Linked DNA regions of Macaca mulatta: region 1 is linked to region 2. A link is a contact called in public Hi-C data. All regions are on one chromosome and are shown on one strand. Each heading gives the region's core, a stretch centred on a gene start, on an enhancer-like site or on the middle of the called end of the contact. The rest is flanking DNA. Distances are from core to core; before and after follow the strand shown. Region 1 holds the start of KIF9 (kinesin family member 9). Region 2 holds the start of SETD2 (SET domain containing 2, histone lysine methyltransferase).

Evidence for each region. Hi-C and Micro-C count contacts between places; a contact is called where the count stands out from the background.
Region 1: a contact with region 2 is called in a Hi-C map of fetal cortex germinal zone, with 1.7 times the contacts expected there. The contact joins the promoter of KIF9 here to the promoter of SETD2 in region 2. A contact is called at or near these places in 2 of 14 Hi-C or Micro-C datasets (blood and fetal cortex germinal zone).

The regions. Positions count from the first base shown.
Region 1 is chr2:110,630,952-110,633,807 of T2T-MMU8v2.0, forward strand. KIF9 (kinesin family member 9) reads right to left here and starts at 1,506. Exons shown (of 22, transcript XM_077992470.1): 1 at 1,403-1,506. KLHL18 (kelch like family member 18) reads left to right here and starts at 1,852. Exons shown (of 11, transcript XM_077992518.1): 1 at 1,852-2,002. It overlaps LOC144339144 (a long non-coding RNA gene), which reads right to left. Exons shown (of 3, transcript XR_013413866.1): 3 at 1,854-2,856.
Region 2 is chr2:110,510,343-110,513,468 of T2T-MMU8v2.0, forward strand. SETD2 (SET domain containing 2, histone lysine methyltransferase) reads right to left here and starts at 1,412. Exons shown (of 18, transcript XM_028844063.2): 1 at 580-1,412. The coding sequence starts at 650. LOC144339139 (a long non-coding RNA gene) reads left to right here and starts at 919. Exons shown (of 2, transcript XR_013413860.1): 1 at 919-1,310.

The DNA of each region.
Region 1 (2,856 bases), core at 256-2,755, 120 kb after region 2:
TCACAATGTCCAGGGCAGAGCCCAGGCCAGAGTAGGTGTTCAGGAAATGGCGGTGGGTGGTGATGGTAATGGCTGGAAGTCAGAGGGCAGCTGAATCTTCATATGTGGATCTATCTTCAATCACTACTGAGAGAGTCCCAAGGGGCATATGATGTCACTCCCCTTCCATGACAACTCCAACCCAAGCCCACAGCCCTTCCAGGAGGACACTTGGTTTCCAGGTGCAAAAATCCACGTCCAGCACCTCACCTCACCCTTTTTTTTTTTTTTTTTTTTGAGACAGGGTCTCACTCTTTCACCTAGGCTGGAGTGCAGTGAAACAATCTCGGCTCACCATAGCCTCCACCTCCTGGGTTCAAGCGATCCTCCCACCTCAGTCCCCCAAGTAGCTAGGACTACAGGCGTGCACCACCACGCCCGAATAATTTTTGTATTTTTCCTAGAGACAGGGTTTCGCCGTGTTGCCCAGGCTGGTCTTGAACTCCTGAGCTCAAGCAAGCCGCTCACTTCAGCCTCCCAAAGTGTTAGGATTACAGGCGTAAGCCACGGCGCCCGGACCCCTCCCTTTTTCCCTCAGGACTTTGTGGGGAATGTCTCTCCTTGGGGAACCACCCTTTGATATTTCTGGTATAACAAAGCAAGTCTCTGAATGGTCACCAAGAGACTTCTGTGTTAAGACGCTCGAGGTTTCCTCATTTGTCTTTAGTGGGAATTAACAGAATTGTCAACAAGCACCCATGAAGACTCGACAAGAGGAAAGGGAGCGTTTGGTGGTTGGGGTGGTAGGCACCAGGTGGGTCCCTGTCTTCCAGTGCTCCTGTCTAGACGAGGGGCTGTCATGGGGGAACCCTCATAGCTACCCGAAGCGGCAGCAGCAACACCCGAATCCAAAACACTGGTCCAACTGCACCTGGCCTTGGCTGAACAAGACTAGGACGCAGGCAAAACTAGCCTTTCTCCTTTTTCTCACCCAATGTGCCGGACCCCCGCGTGGAGCCTGGGCGGCAGTGGGCTTTGAACCCATTCCGGTCCCTCTCTGGAGAGGTTTCCTCATCTGTAACGCGAAGGGCCGCGACTGGTGATCCCAAAGCCCCCTCTAGTACGAAAATCGACTAGTGCAGAAGAGTCCAGACGACCTCTGGCTCCCTGCCTCACGGCCTCTGTGTCCTGGGCGCGACCCCTTTATGGGACCAATGAACATTAGTTCCGAAGACCGTAAGCCGAGGCCAGGCTGAAAGGACTCTCGTGATGTCGCGCCCACCTTCGCCTGGGTTTCAGAGATGAGCGATCCAGCTGGGAACCCCCAGATAGAGCGGTGTTTGGACCCCAGCCACTATCAGCAGTCCAGGCGCACACCCTTCTCCCGTCTCTCCACTCCCACCGGCGCGCAGCCCCTGCTCACCGTTCACCAGGCAGCGACGCTCCCGGGACGCGACGGCCACAACCGAAGCCACCTGCACTCCCCACGCGGGGCTGTCTAGCAGTGTACACAGTCGCCATGGCAACGGGTCGCTTCCGGGGATTCCGGAAGTGTCGGGGTGGCGGAAATGAAGTCCGAGGTCCTACGTCGAGGATACGGGTGAGGTCATGGCCGAATCGGGAAGACGAGAGATGGGGCCGATTGATCTAGAAAGACTTCGGCCGATGCATGCGCGAAGCCAAGTTCGAGGTAGCGAGACAACGAAGGCCTCACGTGAACCAGGAAGCGGGGCGGCGGGGCTTCCGGCGCCGAGGAGTTTCAACTACGGCGGCCGCAGAGGCCCGTCTAATTGCTGCTCCGCGCTCCGAGCCGCTGTCGGCGTGCTAGATCGCCCCGCCCTGGTTAGTGTCTAGCCGGCCGGCGAGGCCTGCGCAGTTGCGGCGGCCGGGGAAGATGGTGGAGGACGGCGCGGAGGAGCTGGAGGATCTGGTGCACTTCTCGGTGTCCGAGTTGCCTAGTCGCGGCTACGGCGTCATGGAGGAGATACGGCGGCAGGGCAAGCTGTGCGACGTGACCCTCAAGGTATCGCGGACTGGGCGGCAGCGAGCTGAGGGGAAAGGGGTCGAGCGGGGAGTAAAAAGGGGCGGGGGGTCAGAGAAAGAGAGGTCGAGCGGGGAGAGGGTTGGGGAGAAGAGGTTTGAGGGTTGCCGAGTAGTGGGGAGAGAGGTGCCGAGCAGAAGGGGATCGGGGCCGAGTCGGGGAGAGGAAGAGGACAACCTTTCAGCCCCTGAAGGGAAAGGTTGAGAGGTGCGCCGCTTAGGCCCTTGAAGTGGGAGATATTGGGGTGACAGCCTCCCTTTTCTGTCATACAGACGAGAGAAAATGGACTTACCTTCTATGGAGGCAGGGGCGGTGGCCGGCCCTACATGCTGATGGGCACCACTGAATTCAGCACCCTCTCTTGTCACTACAGATATTTCTTTGTGCCTGTCGAACTTGGCTGTGCTGTTGTAGAGAAGGCTTCTCCTTGGGAGTCATTGCCTGCCCTTAATTGTTGAATCACTACTTTGTCTCTTAAGAGCTTTTAAAATCTGATCTGGAAATTTTTTGAGGTGGGAAGCCACCCTGCCCCACACTGGAAGGCATCACCACCACCACCACAAGCTTCCCGGGGCTGGGCCTACTGGCCGCCTGGGGAGAGGGATGCTGACTGACATTAAAAGGGAAAGATATCTTAACCACCTGTTCCCCACCAGCATTCTGGTCGCAAGAGCCAGCCTCCCTCCTGTGCCTGGGTCTTTTCATGTGGAAGGGGCATGCTGTGCTGCTCCCTGGCCAAGCCACCGAACCATGTGGAGACGTCCGGCCCGGGAGATGATGAGTGGGGCTCCCTGTTGGGCTTTGACCGGAAAGTTCTCAGCATCTGTGGGTGATCC
Region 2 (3,126 bases), core at 162-2,661:
CCCAGGAGGAAAAAATCAAACTCAGGAGTGCAGCGCGGGCCCCTCCACGGCCCGGGGGACAGGCAACCCGCGCTAGGCCCTTCCGGTCCGAGCCGCTGCCGTCGCGGGGAGGTCGGGCGACGGGTCGAGCTTCCACCCGAGCCCGGGGATTCGCGGCCTACCCTCACCGGCGCCCTCTTGCCGGGCCAGGCACCGGCAGCTCCTCCGACTATGCCCCTTGGCTAGCAGCGGGGCCCGGACGAACCGCGAGGAGCCCGCCAGGACTGCCGAGCCCCGGGCTGGCCGGGTCGGTGCGGACACGGGTAGGGACCGTGGCCGCCCCTCCCCCACCGGCCCGGCCCAACCGCCGCCGCGACGCGAGCAGCGGCGCCAACGCCGGGCCCAACCGCGGGCCTGCAGCGGCCCCAGCCAGGCAGCTCGAAGTGGCGGCGCGGGCCTGCTCCCGACACCGACCGCGCGAAGCCACCGCGGGCCCGTTACTCCTCGCGCCGGCCCGCGCCGCCACCCGTCAGGACGCACCGCCCTCGGCTGGGGCTGAGGCGGCCGACAGCAGCAGGGGGCCGCGGAGCTGATACTTACTCAGGGGTCGGGTGCTCCGGGTCGTAGAAATCCCCCATCTTCGGAGGCGGCTGCGGCTGCAGCTGCTTCATCGGGAGCGGCTGGAGGCGGCGACGAGAGCCCCCTCCCCGCGGCAGGGCGACGCGGGGGAGGGGAGGGGAGGAGGCCGCAGGTCCGACCGCGGCGGCGGCGGCGGCGGCAGGGGCAGCCCGCGTCGCTACCTCGCTCGTCGCTCCCTCCCTCCCTCGGACGCCCGCCAGCCGCTCTCTCCCTCTCACCCTCACACCGGGAGCGACGCACACCCCACCCGCCCCTCAGCTTCGCAGGCCCGGCCCCTTAAAGAGACACACACGGGCCCCCAATACGCCGCCAGTCGGCGTGCCTGCAGCTGCTGGCTTGACCCCAGGCCGGGACGGGCGGAGCGAAACACTGCCCGGCGGGCCCAGGCCGACAGTGCCTGTGGCTCTCCGGAACAATAAACCCCCGGCTCCGGTGATGTGGGCCAGACCGGACCTAGAGAGGCGGCACCGCGACCCCTCACTCAACCCGCCTGGCGGCCGGGAGCAGCGTGACCCGGCCCGCTACCGTGTTACAGCTGGCGACTGACAAACAGCAGGCGACGTCGGGAGAACTCCCCGAGACGGCCGAGACATCAGCCTTCTTGCTCCACGGCCCTGTAGGACCTGCCCGCCGGGAGCCCCGGAGTCCGCGGCAGCGCCGAGGGCCCCTCCCCCAGGTCTCTGGGCTCTGAGGTAAAGCGGCCGCGGCTGCTCCCGGCCACTCGTCCCACTCGCCCCTCTCTCTCCCCCTAGCCTCTTCATCTCGACCCCTTAGCAAGCATGGAAGCGCAGCGAGGCGGGGGATTGCTCGGAGGCCGAGCTTCCGGCAGCCTCCTCCGCCCTCCTGGCCGCTGTGCCCTCGGGGCTCCTACCTCCACCTCGGCGCGGCGTTCTGCCCGCACCCGAAGTCTCTAAGGCGGCAGCTCGGGTCTCTTGTTTGGTTCTTGGGGCCTTAGAGGCAGTGTCATGAAAAAGGTGTATTAATCACTTTCCTCCAGAAATGATAAGATGAGATTAAGTAGAATAACTTGAAAGAGTTACGAGTTGTTATTTTTGGAAGGAGGGATAGGAACGCGTAAATCCAATATCTAAACTTTCTAGACGCTGAAGAGTTTTTTGTGATAGATCATTTTGACATTGGGGGTTCATAGGGTTAGCTTTTTTTGTGGTGGTGTTGCTGTTGTTTTTCCACTAGAATTTTGAATCGGATTTTACCAGCAATTGGTTAAGGAAAGGAAAGGATGTCTCTTCCAGTTAAGAAACAGTGGTTAAAAACTGAAATGTGGGCCAGGCGCGGTGGTTCACGCCTGTAATCCCAGCACTTTGGGAGGCTGAGGCGGGCGGATCACCTGAGGTCAGGAGTTCGAGACCAGACTGGCCAACATGGCGAAACCCCATTTGTACTAAAAATACAAAAATTAGCTGGGCGTAGTGGCGCACGCCTGTAATCCCAGCTACTCGGGAGGCTGAGATAGGAGACTCGCTTGAACCCAGGAGGCGAAAGTTGCAGTGAGCCAAGATTGTGCCACTGTACTCCAGCCTGGCGACAGAGCAAGCGGAGGTTGTAGTGAGCCCAGATCACGCCACTGCACTCTAGCCTGCGCGATATAGCGAGACTCCATCTCAAAAAAAGAAAACAACAACAAAAATCTTAAATGTGATATGAGAGAATAAACATCCTTCAGTGGCTAACTTTTTAAAATAGCCTTTGTATGTATGTAGGCTAGTGTCTTTTAGTGTTTTATAATCATTGTTTTTCACTTAGGAATTATTTTGGCTTTTTTTTTTTTTCCTGGTACCTTTAGGGTTAGCATGGAGGTCCAGGGTCCATCTGACTCCCTAGGTTCAAATCTCCCAAGGCCATTTCTTTACACACCATTATTGTTACTAATTTCCCTGTGGTTTTTCTCATTTTTAAATGAGAATATTGCTGCCAACTGGCCTTCTCACTATTGTGAGGATTAAATAAGCTGTTTGTTAAAGCTTTAAACTTTCAGTACACGTCAGCGTTCTTTAGCCATGATAGTGCAGAGGTTAAGAGCTAGCTCTACCTGGCATTGTGTACCAGGCACTTTCTAGCCTTGTGACATTGGGATGCTTGCTTCTCATGCTTCCCGTGCCTCACCTGTAAATGGGGTATTAGCCACTGCGCAGAGAATGTTGTGAACATGCTTGCACAGTGCCTCTCATTAAGTGCCCAGTTAAGTGTTGTCTTTTGGGCTTTGAAAGAATAGATTGAGGCCCTGTGCCTTAGATGCCACATAGGCAGTTGGGAGTCACTTGACCTTGGACAGGCAGGATAGGGCAATTTTAGATGGAGGTAGTTAAACAATGTAAGTGTGAGGTGGTAAGGACCTAAGCTGAGGTGAATGAGAAAAAAGCAGTCAGGTGCAGGTTTCGTATTTCCTTAATAAGAAAGTAAGCAATTCTCTTGCAGGAGGTACAGCTGGGCACTGGTCTCATGATAGCATTGGTTTGGTCAGAACCCAATGCAATAAGCTTGTCAAGC